Linked DNA regions of Anas platyrhynchos: regions 1 and 2 are each linked to region 3. A link is a contact called in public Hi-C data. All regions are on one chromosome and are shown on one strand. The core of a region is the stretch at or near the end of the contact, and the rest is flanking DNA. Distances in the headings are between cores, read along the strand shown. Region 1 overlaps TTC7A (tetratricopeptide repeat domain 7A). Region 2 overlaps TTC7A (tetratricopeptide repeat domain 7A). Region 3 has its middle 44 kb from the start of PPP1CB.

What was found. Hi-C and Micro-C count contacts between places; a contact is called where the count stands out from the background.
Region 1: a Hi-C map of subcutaneous adipose tissue shows a contact between it and region 3, with 4 times the contacts expected there. The contact joins two enhancer-like sites. A contact is called at or near these places in 2 of 8 Hi-C or Micro-C datasets (liver and subcutaneous adipose tissue).
Region 2: a Hi-C map of subcutaneous adipose tissue shows a contact between it and region 3, with 4 times the contacts expected there. The contact joins two enhancer-like sites. A contact is called at or near these places in 3 of 8 Hi-C or Micro-C datasets (skeletal muscle and subcutaneous adipose tissue).

What each region holds. Positions count from the first base shown.
Region 1 is chr3:38,946,184-38,951,107 of IASCAAS_PekinDuck_T2T, reverse strand. TTC7A (tetratricopeptide repeat domain 7A) reads left to right here. Exons shown (of 20, transcript XM_027454067.3): 4 at 1,052-1,182; 5 at 2,871-2,992. Among named protein-coding and RNA genes, the nearest start is that of TTC7A, 20 kb to the left of the region's middle. Within about 2 kb of position 2,932, at least 3 of the 8 cell types and tissues checked have an H3K27ac peak or open chromatin away from gene starts, as enhancers often do. A contact at or near this core is called in subcutaneous adipose tissue, where this site is marked.
Region 2 is chr3:38,925,408-38,929,689 of IASCAAS_PekinDuck_T2T, reverse strand. It overlaps TTC7A (tetratricopeptide repeat domain 7A), which reads left to right. Exons shown (of 20, transcript XM_027454067.3): 9 at 2,646-2,783; 10 at 3,179-3,262. Among named protein-coding and RNA genes, the nearest start is that of TTC7A, 41 kb to the left of the region's middle. Within about 2 kb of position 2,744, at least 1 of the 8 cell types and tissues checked has an H3K27ac peak or open chromatin away from gene starts, as enhancers often do. A contact at or near this core is called in subcutaneous adipose tissue, where this site is marked.
Region 3 is chr3:38,700,198-38,704,573 of IASCAAS_PekinDuck_T2T, reverse strand. No RefSeq gene overlaps it. Among named protein-coding and RNA genes, the nearest start is that of PPP1CB, 44 kb to the right of the region's middle. Within about 2 kb of position 1,668, at least 2 of the 8 cell types and tissues checked have an H3K27ac peak or open chromatin away from gene starts, as enhancers often do. A contact at or near this core is called in subcutaneous adipose tissue, where this site is marked.

The DNA of each region.
Region 1 (4,924 bases), core at 1,683-4,182, 250 kb before region 3:
GCCTGGAAGGCAGCTCGTCTTTCATACCTCCATGGATTTGTGTCAGGAAGGCCAGGAGTTTGTATTACAAGATTTTTATTATTATTAGGGAGTGTTATACATAAAACTTATTGGGAAACGTGTATGGAACAGTTTACGACCTGCGTGGGCTACTGGGCATCCCTGCAGTTGCTTTGATGTAGAAGGCCTGAGCTGCCAAACAGTGATGTGTTGTGGAGATGCGCTGTGGCATAAGTATATGAGAATCTATGTAGATCAAAGTAAAAAGTGTGCAGATAAGCAGCCTCTCCAAGTAGACCTAGATATATAGAGGATATAGTAGTAGGATGCTAGACAAAGATCAAATAATAAAGAGTTCTGCTGTAGGGGCATTAGCTGTGGGTCTCCAATTAACATGATGTATATTTATGAGAGGGGTTGGTTGGTGACACAAGGAACAGTTTGAGTAGTACAAAAAACAATTACTTTTTTCTTTGGAAAGGAGGGTGATCGTGTAGTTGAAGAGTCTCTTATGTCTTGTCAAGAGCTTGCTGTGTGTCCGTGTGCAATCTGCATGTGCTTAGACTTTCCACAAGAGGCTTCAGATTTTCCAACTCCGTTTTATCTTTTTCCAAGTTTGTTCCTCAAAACTGCTGCCATTGAAGGCTTCACTTGGAATAGTGGACACTTAGAAACCCTCAAATCCAGTGCCAGGGTGTTTCTGAAATAGCACTTGTGTTGAAGCACCCAAAATCTATAGCCATTTTTGGAAATACAGGCCATAATTTCTCTGTTTGCTTGTCCCTGCCAGGGGGACTGTATGTCCTTTCTTCATAAAATCTTTGAAAGGCACCGTAGAAGCATGCAGTGGTACCATAGCTTAGAGCAGCATGACAAAAAATGCCTTGCATGTGTAGGAATTTTATTTTCTTGGTGTCTTTTCCTAAAAGTCCCTAAAACTAGGGAGAAGCCTACCTATGGAAAAGCCTTCCTATCAGCTGGTAAACAAAAGTATAGCATGGCTCTGCTGCTGTTGGGGGCTGCAGTTCAGGAAGGTGCTGCTATTTTGCAGGTCTGTCGCTGGAGCGCTCGACCAACTCAATCGCCTCACGCGCTCGCCTGTGTGAGAGGGAGGAGGAGGTCATGGCTTGTTTCGAGACTGCGTGTGTCGTTGCCCAAGTGTACTTGCAGGAGCTTGAAAAGGTAAGAAGTGTGCTCAGGGTGTTACCTGGTGACCTGGGTGGGACATAGAGGGATTTTGACAGCAGAACTGGTGGCGGAAAGGTCAAGTGATAGACGAGGAACATGAGAACAAGCCTGAAAGAATGAAGTGCCTTAGCATTTCTGTGGGCTGAGTTTTTCAGTATAAGCAGTTGCAAAACAGCTGTTTATCTGGTCTCTGCCAGTTTCTTCTGAGCATGACGTGTGGAAACCAGTTTTGCCTGCGGTAAAGCTTTGAATACTTCAGATATGCTTGAGTCTTTATCTCAAGTTTAGCTCTTACTAAGGAGGGATGACAGGCTTTGCATAGCAAGCACCACCATGAAGGAACCCGAGATGTTTTACGTATCTGCAATGTAAGTGATACACAGCACTGGATATCGAGATCCCTCATGAGCTCAAAGTAACCTTTTGGGTCGACGATAGCAGTTTAATTGCTCGTGCTTCGCCTTTTCCAGGTGAAACTGGAGGAACCTGGATCAGTATCAATTAACTGCTTAGTCAGTGGTTGGCTAGGATGCTGGGTACTGTGAGCTCTGCACTGAGCTGTAATCCATGCCACTGATTTACTGGGCACATGCTTAGAGATCTCTGTATCTGCTGCTTTGCCTGCTTGCATTTAGCAGGGGCACACCGTAAGTTTTCACACCCTGTCCTCTGCCACGCATTATGCTTGACACGAGCATCACTGAGGCAATGAATGTTGCCTATTGTTCTGTAACTTAACTGCCTTTTACCCTCTGACCTGATATTTCTGCTCTTCTCAGTGGCAACGGTGTGTTTGTTCCAGATTTTATTTTAAATTGCATTAAAACAAGAAAAATAAGCTTGGGACGCACACAAAAATCCATGAGGAAAGCCAGATAACAATTTATTTGGTCTGTTTTTTGTAAGGAAAAAGCTACTTGTCTTTATATTTAAAATTAAGTACTGCCCTCTCCTTGCAGAAGGACCAGTTCCTGCCAGTACTGGGCACTGTAAATGTTTTTACTGACAATTTGTGTATGCCAAGAAGAAAAAGAGTTTGAATATCAATTCATTCATCTTCTGGACTCAGAGGGATGCAGGATTCATATACTCAAAGTCCATAGGTCCTTTTCATTCCTGTTTTGGAGCGTCTACATAGTGCAGCTTACAGCAATGAAAGCTGTTTGTTAGCCCTACTGGAAGAGACAGTTTCTAAGGAAGCCAAAGCAAGAGGGGTTTGGTAAGGCTAGAAGAGCAAAGACTAAAATTCTTCCATTGATACTCCTTAGAGTTTACTAACTCTTACAAATATTTACATTATATTAAGCTGGATATACTCACTTAAACATTGTGTTTATATTTCTGTGCAAGCTGCTGGATCTGTGTGGTTGGAGTAATATTTCTGAAGCCCTCGATATTAATGTGTAGCTTTCCACTTTATTAAAAGTGTAAAGTAGTAAGGGGTGGTGCTTCAAAACTCACATTGCACACGGGATGTTTCATGGAAGTCACTGTATAGTTCATTTTAAAGTTGACTTCGGAAGGTTTTTTGAATAGCTGATGAAAGTAAGATTTCAAGTCCTCTGAGGAGGAATCTGAAGGTTGAAGACAGTAACATTTTGTTACTGGCAATATCTCTGGCTCATGAGGAAATGGCTCGTTCAAAGAGTTGTCTGTAATCCCACTGGTTTCTTTCCTTGCAGACCTTAAACAGCACACATTCAAGGAGTATAAAGGGCAGCAACATGACGTACTCTGAGTTTGAACTGTCCTACTTCCTGGAAGCAGCTCTACAGAGTGCCTACGTGACTCATTTAAAGAAGGGGTAGGTGGATGCAGATGTTAATAAAAATAGATAGTACTGCATGTTTTGTCTCAGAACAGATGAAAGCTTCTTTCTTCATATGTTCTGTTGTGACTTTTTTTTTCTGCTGCTGGCTCGCTTCAGGTTTTCTTTGTGGTCTCCCTTCCCCACACCCTATCCTAATTCTCAGTTTTCCGGACCCACAAGTAGGGTGGAGTAGAACAGTTTTGTTGTCTTGACTCAGCTTTGCTCCCTGTGGAGATGAGGGGAGTCTGACCATAGAGAGTGAGTGGAATTTAAACACTGCTGAGTTTTTTTTAGATGCTCAGCCACAAGACCTGGTTTAGAGCTCAGTCAAGTCTTAAGGGTTGTTTCTTTTTATTTTTTTAAGGTCTTAATGTCCTGATCAAAACCCCAATTCTGTGTGGTTTTACCAGAGACAGTGCCCACCCTCCAAAGCTGTAGAAGAGGGCATGGTGACCCCTAAAATAGGCAGTATCTTCAAACTCCATTTACTTGATGGGAGGATTGCCATGTGGGGACAATCTGTTCACCACTTGTAAACAACACTTGTAAGAGTTCTTCCTTCCCTGCTCCTGTGTTTGTAGCATATTATCACATTTGTTTTTAAGGAATCACATACTGAATTTCTCACTGCTCTGTGTAGTATCACTGGTCAAACTTCTTTAAACTTCCTTAAGCAAACCACCTTTTCAAAGTATTTCATCTTGGTTGTGTTTTTTTGTTTTTTTTTTTTACCTTCACTCCTAAAGAAATTTTATCTCCTTTTCTTCACTCTGAAGGAAGAGTGGAATGGAGAAGGAAGAGGAAAATAAAAAATATGTGAAGAAGGAAGAGAAAGAAAACTAGGGAGGGAAATAGCAAAAAAAAAAAAAAAAAAAAAAAAAAAAAAAAAAAAAAAAAAAACAAAACAAAAAAACAGCTTCGATTCTTCTGTAGAAAAAAAAAAAGATACCTCTCCTCTCTGTTTGAGGAAGGACAGTTTCTGTTCAGGTTTTTCTTACATTTTTTCCCCCAGTAACTATTTAAATGCAGCTGTGATATGAATATCCTATACTATGAGTATCCTTGGTGTTCTACATTGTTTCATGTGAAGTCAGGGTTAAAAACCTGCATGTACAGTGAAGTTGTACTTGCAAGCATGTCCATGGTAGGTGCCTTCAGGTAAGTCTTGTTTAACCCAAAGGCTTTATTCACAAGCCCAGATGTCATGGAATGACCCGTGTAGTCAACTGAGTATGAGTCTATGTGTAAAGAAGTACGAGGTTATAAGTATAAGGCATAGTCTTAGCATCATCTCAGTAATCTGGGAGAGGTACGTGGTTTTCCCATGTGAGGTGGTGGTTGTCCAGCTGTAGCACAAAGAGTAGGCTTTATTAGTCCTTTACTGGTTTGGTGGCGAACAAAAGCTCAGGTCTTGCCAGTAAGCTCATTAACTATGTAATAAAATAAAATCTCATTTAGAACATATGGCACTGATGTCCTCTAGGCACCTTTTGAATAACGAACTCACTCGTGTTCCTTTTATTCAGCAGCATTTTAAATTCAGTATTCATCAGTTCAGTATATCCAGTGGGTTGTTTCAGCTGTTACTGGGAGCCCTACTTGCTCCCTTCCCACGTTATTTTAATGATAGCCTTTAAAAAAAAAAAAACTTCTAGAAAACAATTTGGAAACAAAATATGTGTGTGAATCAAGAACTGCTTTGATTATAAGCTGAATTGCTGCACGAGCAGCGAAATGTTCTCTGTGGCTGTCTCCTGATGGAAGAACAGCCTTGGAGCTGGTTTGGCTGTGGCAGGAACAAAGCTCCATTTGCTTTGCACTTCGTCAGTGCAAATCAGAGGCAAGATCCAGTGAAATTAAAGGGCCAATGGGAAAATAAGACAAACAGGAATCCCCAGATTGTTTCTGTACCTTCTGCTTGTGTTA
Region 2 (4,282 bases), core at 1,495-3,994, 220 kb before region 3:
TTTTGAGAGTCCCTAGAAACATTCTGGTTTCCCCGAGAGGATTTCAAGTAAGTGATTCACGTTTTCCTCCTCTGCCCTCCTGTATGTAACACTGCAAAAGTAACTGGTACCTTGAGCCTTGGGATGATGATTTGCAGTGTTGTATGAGACACACTCTGTGCTCTTCCTACTAGTGTTTGTTATGAGATTTGCATCATCTTGTCTTTTTTTTTTTTATGGCACTGTAGCAATATGAGGGCTCCTTGATTTTTGAGCGACTGGCATTAGCAATTGGAAATAGGGCCAGTAATTACATAACCATAAACCACGCTGTCGGGGTAGAAGTGACTTGATGTATTTGCTCAGCGGCAACTTCCATGTGTGGAAGCAGAGAGTGATGGATTGCAAAGACCTTCCGTGGCTTTGAGATTTAAAGGATTGAGTTAAATAAGCAAGTTTATGACCTTGGAAGGAATATTAGTCATGCCTGTGCATATGTTGGTTGTAACTGCTCTCTGCCTAGGTGAAGTGCGATAAGTACAACGTGTTCAGTGTGACTGCAGTTCTCACATGTAATGTCTCGTTCCTGTTTATTGCAGAATTTGGGCATGTTGTTGCATCTAGTACCAACATCTGTTAGGAGACATTAATGGGCACTCTCTAGTTCTGATTAATTTTCTCTGTGTTAATGCAGCAATTTAAAAGCCATAGCTCAGTGCTAGATGGATACCCAAAAACAGCATCAGGCTATAGGTGGCTGTAATGGGAGGCTGATCAGACTACAGAGCACGCAGGTGGTATCTCATTAGCTACTTTCTGCAAACAATTGCTCTAATATAACTCATGGAAAAATCTGCTATTGCTACTGTATATATCTAGGAGTATTCACCTGGCAGTAAGGATCATTCTGGAACTGCTTTAACTTTCTTTTTAAAATAGTAATCTCAGAATCATACTGTATATGTTCTTTTTTTTTTCTTTTTTACAGCAATTTTGTTTTTCTTTTGAAGTAGTTTTGGGTTAAATCCAAACAGAACTTGAACACTTTCTTTTCCATTTATATTTACTTTGTTTTGCTAATAAAGACAGATAAGCCATGCTTCTGTGCTCTGCTTGCAGGAATTTCTTATTTTCTCACCCTTATTCTCTGATACAATGTATTGTGTGGGCTATCTTTTTAAATCACAAATGATGTCTTCTGTATTTACATAAAAAAAGAAACCACTTCCCTTGCTCCAAGAGGTGGTGTAAATTTTTGTACGCAATCCAAACACTAGACTGAGTCTGCCCTGTCAGCTTGCCTTTAGCTGCGTTTGCCATTAGCTCTTGGTTGTGATTGGGTTGGTTGGCAGTAATTGTGTTTGCTGTCTCAGCTGTGATGAAGAATGCTTGGAACTGGGTATTGCACAGATAATATCATGATGAAACAGTTGCAGCTTAATCATCCTGAAATATGCGTGGGCTGTAGAGCTGCATATTCTGGAAATTTTTATTACACTTAATTCCAGTGTTTAACCTTTTTAGGAAAAAAAGCTCCCTGCAATTAAAAAGAAATAGATGGAAGATTATAGTAGTGAGTATTATAAAATAAATTTCGTAGCGTCCCTGCTTTAGAGAGAAAACATCTTGTTTGTTTTTGCCCCAGGTGAAACTGTTTGCAGTCTCCTAATTTTTCTGATCTCTTAGATGTCAGACCTGAATGTCCTACATTGCACCTCGTCCAGCTGAGGAGCCCAGGGCGGTGTATCTGTGATCAGTGTATGCCGCTGTGCTCAGCAGCATACAGTATTGCCTTTCTCAGAGGTTAGGCAGTCGTGTTCAGAAACCAGAGGGAATTTTCTTTTCATTCTGGGTTCAAGATTTCCCTCTTTGTCCTCAGAAAACAGAGGCTGGGATCTTGAGGTAAATCTCAGTCTGTGGGATGTGGTATTTTGCAACATCCTAGCAAGCTGCTAGACTGATCATTTTCTGTCAAAAGTAATGTTTCTTTTAAATGTATCTAAGCTGAGCAATGAACTGATAGATTATGCAAAATTAATACTTACAAAATAAGATATTTTCCAAATAATTATTTGGTATTGCATTGCCCAGGCTTCTAATTGCATTAAATTGATGGCAAATATGATTACTCAGGCAACCTGCTCAAATTAAAAAATAAAAAGTGAGTAGCAGAAAAGAATAAGAGAAACGTACGGTATTGAGAAGAAAACAGTTGCAGGCACAGAGGACAGCTGCTTCCATGGTTGTTATTTTATCACAGTTGCAGCTAATTGAAGTAATAAAGAACATGGATTAAGGATAGTTTGTATTTTGACGTCTTGGGGAATCTGATCTGTTAGGTCAGTTCCCTAATGTTCTGATTCTGAAAAAAAAATCCAGATGAAGTATTCCCAGCAGGTCTGTTCTGTACGTACAGCTGTCTTCTTGAGTTTGCTTTCTGTGGATAAAAAAAAAGTAGTCTACTTCTGTATGGAAACACCTTGCTGACCTGGGAATATTTTTAATTTAAAAAACAAAACAACAAAAACAAAATAAATAAAATCTTGAGACAATTATAAACAATGTACCATGGGTGATGGGTAGAGCTTCCTGTGGAGGAGTTGTGTTGTCTTGTTTTGTTTCCTTGCTCTGCTGAGGTCTGATGCTATGTTTGTGTCTGTCCCCAGGCAAACCGGGACGCAGTGATCAGCCGTGCCCCTGACCAGCAGGATGACCGGGCTGTCAGCCTCCGGGATGCTTCTGCAGTCTACGACCTTCTCAGCATCACACTGGGCAGAAGAGGGCAGTATGTCATGCTTTCTGAGGTACCTCTGTCTTCTGGCTCGACTTCCATCTGAAATGTGCAAACAAAACCTGCCTTTCAGTAACTGTTGGCTGTTGGTCAGGGAGGTGAAGCACGCTAGCTAGCAATTAGTAGAAACAGCTACAGGCCTGTGGCAGCACAGGTCAGAACTGTTTGAGACTTTAAGCTAATTCATATGTAGGCTCTTGAATAAAGCAGCCCTAATTTAAAGTGGTATCGTATGGTAGCAGGCCCCATTAACTAAGAGGAAGAAAATTGTCATTTAAAAAAAAAACACATATTTGCTCCACAACAAGGCATCTGCCCTAATTTGCTTACTGAGCCATGCCAAACAGCAGTATTGACAAAGGATATCAAAAACAATTCCTGACATTTCTTCCGATGTTTATTTTGCAGTGCTTGGAGAGAGCCATGAAGTTTGCATTTGATGAATTTCACCTTTGGTACCAGCTTGCCCTGTCCATGGTGGCTTGTGGAAAGGTAAAGTTCAAACTAAAGGACTCTGAAAGGGCACACTTTCCTCTGGCAGAATGTGTCTCGCTTACCATTTTCAGTGTGTGCAGACGTGTTTTGTGGTGGTAGGTCCCACCAGACAACTTATGTAGAAGGACAGTGCTCACATTTGATTGTTCTTCATGATGAGGTATTGTGTACTTATCTTGCCATGTAGTGCTTGCTCTTCATTATTAAGGAGAAAACATATTTTGTGTATGGCTGTGGATTGAAAAGTGTTATCTAGCTGTCCATACTATGCAGATTCAACATAAATATGTGTAGCATAAGAAAGATACTGATGTCCCAAACTGTCAGCAATTCTGTGTCTTTGGGCAGTTGACTTAACCTCTCTCTAAGCTGTGATTCTCCATCTGATCCAAGGAAATGTTTGTGCTTTTTCATAGACAGCTTGTGAAGATTTGTATTTTTGAAGTGCTTTAATCTTGGTACAGCAGATAATGTAGAAAAACAAAGGATATGTGAATGCATGCGGTTGTGTTTTAACACCATTTTTTAAAATTAATACAGTGTTTGTGAAAGTTCTCAGTAGACCACTGAGATGCCTGAAGTCTAGTTGCAAAAGATAGCTGAGCTTTTCTTTATTAGGCTTAAAAGAGGAGACTTCCCGCAGGAAAAGTAGATGATAAATTTAGCTTGTTCATGGTGGGGATCCCCACCTACATCTTTTAGGAGCTGTGAGCAGATTAAAGCTGTAGCAGACTGCCTACAGCATGGTCCTATATTCTGTGACCGTGGAGTGTAGGGGGTCTGAGTAAAATTAGACAGAGATCACCAACCATTTATCATCAGTTAAATGATGACCACTATTGGCCTTTTATGGCTATAACTTGAACTGGAAACTGGCTTTGGGGTGAAACCTCGAGATGAATAAGCAGTGTTAAGCTTTTGTAAAGAAGTTGCCCTCCTGTGGGGTATAAGTGGCAGTAAAGCTCAGATGATGTCTGAAGGTGTTCCTTTATTTTTATGAGCACAAAGCCTTATACA
Region 3 (4,376 bases), core at 419-2,918:
TCATGAGAGAAGAATTACCTTACTGGGTACCACACAGCATATGCAGTGCTCTGAATTAGATGAGAGTTATGCGGTTTAGCTTCTCCCCCACAGCCTTAGTGATTCTTGTCTCCCCTAAAAACAAGAACCAGAGCCAGTTCAAATATTCAACACACAAAAATACCTACATTGACAAAGCAGCATGTCCAGATTTAAATGCAAAAATTCCCTTTAATCATCTGTGTTTTTTGTCTTCACAGCCCCAGTACGTTTTACAGGATGAATCATTCAGTTTTCTGATGCCCCAAAGAAGAAAATAGCTTTTTGATACCCATCTGCCCAACAGGCTGGGCTGAGAACAGAGGTTCGTTTCAACTTGCATTCTTCACATTTCATGGTGAAACAGCGATAACATACCAAACAAAGCATTTTTAAGGAATTCTTAAAACTGTACATGTCTGTACTATGCCATTTGCTGTTGCCTCAGGTCCAAGTATGAAATCTGGGCTTAAATATATCTTCAGTACACACTTGTCTGTCCACATGTTTATGTTTTAAGGGAACAATCACTAAGTTACTTCCTATTTTGCAATCACGTCACTAGTTGGTCAAGTGGTCAGTTTGGGGGCTTTCTTTAGCCTAGTTTGGTTAAACTATGGATAATCTTTATGGTTAATCTTTATAGCTATGCACACTGAAACTGGTTTCTAAAAGGAATTTTGTAGAGATGTTTAGCTTTGAAAACAGACTAGAGAGGTGCATATTCTGTGCACAGCCCCTGTATTAGGGTGTCCTTGGCACAACTCTCAGAGAAGCAGGCAGACAGGCCTTCAAGTGTGCCCTGGTGCCCCTGTGGCAGAATAGCATGGCACAAAGGGGTCTGCTGAACATAGAGTGGCAATTATGCAGTGCTAGACTAATGACAATGCTACACGACAAGCTACAGGCATTATCAAAGTAGAAGCCTTTAATAATTAATTTCCCTGACTCCTCTCTTGGTGCTCTTCTCACAAGACAGTCATCTACCCAAAATGGGACTTCATCTGGTGTGCGCCTGATCTCAGTAACAGGGAAAGAAGAACACCAGAACAAGATACATGGTTGGCTGGATTTTGTTTTTTTTTTTTTTTTTTTGGAAGCTGCAGCTCACCTCTTACTTCTCACATTTTCCATCCTTGAATAGCTCTGAGCAACCATACAAAGAGGAGCCTGCGCCTTTATCCTTTTGCAGATGGGACTGGGTTTGGTCTCAGAAGCAACCCACTTTGCGGATCATTCTGGTATGTGGGTCCCAGATTCAAAGATTATTTTACAAGTATAACACAAGCAAAGGAAGGAAAAGGGCAAAAAAATAAACCAGCCTACCCAGTAGCATCTCAGTTTAACAAATGTGAGTAACTGCAAGAGCTAAGAATTTCTATAGACAGCCATTTCCATAGCACCCCTATGCAGTCCATGCCATTGGTGGTATTTTTCAGTAAGTCCATCTGTACACATACTACAGTTATCAGAAACAAAAGTTGAAAAAAATACATCCTAGGTGTAGCAAAGCATAAGACAGATCCTCACCAGCAAACCAGGAAGTGAGTAAATCCCCCACTTCTGAACAATTCTTCACAATGACAACTCCCTCCTTCCCACGCGCACACTCTCGCACGCCTGGAGGAGCCGGGGGCGGGGGAAAGCTGAGCTGTGCAATGTTCTCTGGAAGCTCAGCAGACCCAGGCTACTTCCAGTCGAAGGAGAGGGAGCAAGTTCCAAAGCCGCTGCTGATCTCAGCTGCAAACCGGCGCTAGGCTCAGAGACGACCATGCATGCGTGCGCTGCCAAGACACAAGCCCACGGAGCCAGAGAAGAGGGCGTACGCGCATATCCCCCACCATGAAATGAAAACAGGACGGGAGGGAAACCCCCAAACCTACTGAGGTGGCTTTCAGTACTGGAACACTAATTTGAACCGACGGGAGGCAATGACAGCCAAACCCAAGCGAAGATGCTGAGAGCAAGTGGAGAGGAGATGCACAGCGCGGAGGTAATCCTGGCACTGCTGACATCACCTGATGGATCTGAGCGGTTCCCAGCTGAAGATGCCTTGCAGCATCGTCTTTTGCTTCTCTAAATGCATGTGCTTTTGACCCTAGATATTATACAGGGAAATTAAAGGCAAGTATTTGAGTAATGGATTAAAAGACTTCAGCAACTAGCAGGGAAACATGCTTCAGGGTAAGCCATGCAGTTCGGCACATCGTTTCCCTTCAGCTGCTACAGGATTCTGAATGGAGGTAGAAATTACCCAGTTACAGCCATCAGCCTGGGCCCGAATCCCTCAGAGCACATATCAAATCTACAGAATCAGTTCTATGGCTAGAAATGTATCCACGAGCACACACCTCACACTCATCTGTGGTAACTCCCCTCTATCAGCTTTATCTAGCCTTTGAATATCATCATAGCAGGGACGAGGAGCGGAGGGGAAAAACACGTACTGACATGCTTGTGATACAAAACAACTTCTAGCAGAGGTAGGTTCCTACTGCCCTCTGCTGTAACATGTTTATAAAACTTCTGAGAAGGAAGTACCAAGCAAGATAGGACTAACACACACACGTAGTGCCTTTTTTGCACTACGCAGTCACCACAGCACCAAAACCATACCAAACTTCCACAGCAGTTACATTGTCCAGACAAAACTTCACGTAAAGAGGTTTATACAGATAAAAAGAAAAAATCCTGGCCGCAAGAACTTACAGTAGAATTCACTACTCAAAACATGACAGCAATATTACTTTGGTTATAGATAAGGATGGATGCTGGTTACGATGCAATAATGATGTCTATTTGCAAGTTGACCCCATATGAGCAATTCCTTTCTGTTCTCTTCTTTGCAGTATTTCCTGTTCCTTAAAAATCTCCTTAAGTTACAAAGCTTTAAGAGTTACAGACTCACATAGCAAAACTTGAACATTTACTTCCATCCATTTTCTTCTGTGTTCTTTCCCTTCACTACTTAAACACTACCAAGACTAGATTACTGAAGCTGGCTAAGATATATTGTGGTTTTTTGTTTGGTTGGTTGTTTTTGTTTTTTTCCCCTTGGTTCACTGTTCATGCAAACAAAAGCACTTGCTGTAGAATAGAAGTTATATTTAGTGGTAATAAACAAGATGCAGCTACTTGATTTTTTTCTCCATGAAATAAAACAGACATCACAGTGATGAGAGCACTACCAAAACATGGAAAATTTATCTTAGAAACACGCGTGTGTGAAAAAATGCATGTATAAGTCGCACGTACAGAGACAATACGTACATATACGTAGAGGCTGAGATTCTCAATGCCATTTGGATATGTTAGATGAGTACTTACCATTAGAACAAGAGGAATTGGGTGCTCAAAACATTTTAGCAAGTATGAGTCTTCTGCAAAGATGATCATTTTACTCATTTGTAATGTCACTCCAGAAGTCTTTTCAGTACTTCTACAAGCGGCTGTATTTAAGGAGGAGTTGAGTCTATGGCCAAGGCTGCAACACACAGATACTGCATAGCCAAGGGGTGACCCAAAGATAAATCCCCACCTGCACATATCCACATCCTCACACCTGGCTAACAAGATTCCTGGCCTAGCACCCTCCCTGAATTGGGGATCACATTTCCTATACGAGCCGCTACTCCTTCAAAGAAGGACAACTACAACTCTCCAATGGCTTGAGGTTTATGCTTCTTTTTAAATTCTGTGTTTAAAAAGACAAACAATAGCTAATCAGGCATTGAGTTATGGGAAATCCTGGGAACAGGTTGCAGAACTGAACATGCAGGCAACTGTACAAGTGTTAGTCAGATCAATAATATACAGAATATATCGGAAAGGGCTGGGGACACTCATCTATAAGGCTCAGAAGTCATAAACTTTGGGGAACATCTTATTCCTCTTTGATATTTACCCCTAAATGGTGGTACACATGATGGAAGAGCCTACCATGGCTGCATATGAGCATATATGCATGTAGCTGATCTTAAAACCAATGACAAATTCGGGGGATGAAATAATAGGCCGTAACACAAGTGCTGCTTCCAGCTGCAGCCATATCATTTTGCTGAGGTCAAAGAACAATGGAGAAAAAAAAGTTTATTTTAAAGACAGGCATGTGTGGAATGTGTGACAAAACACTGCTTTGCTAAGCCCTAAGGGACCAACAGCTTTTCAAGAAAGTATCAGACAGGCACGGGCTCAAGTTGCTGACTGGGGAAAGCATGCACAACAAGAATAAAGATGAGAAACAGTCAAGAAAAGATTAGGACCAGCATACATGTACTGCACTGACACACCAAAGAATCCCTATTTATGACCCTAATTTGGATAAGTGCTTGGACAGTTTCTTAAAGTTCAGTACACAA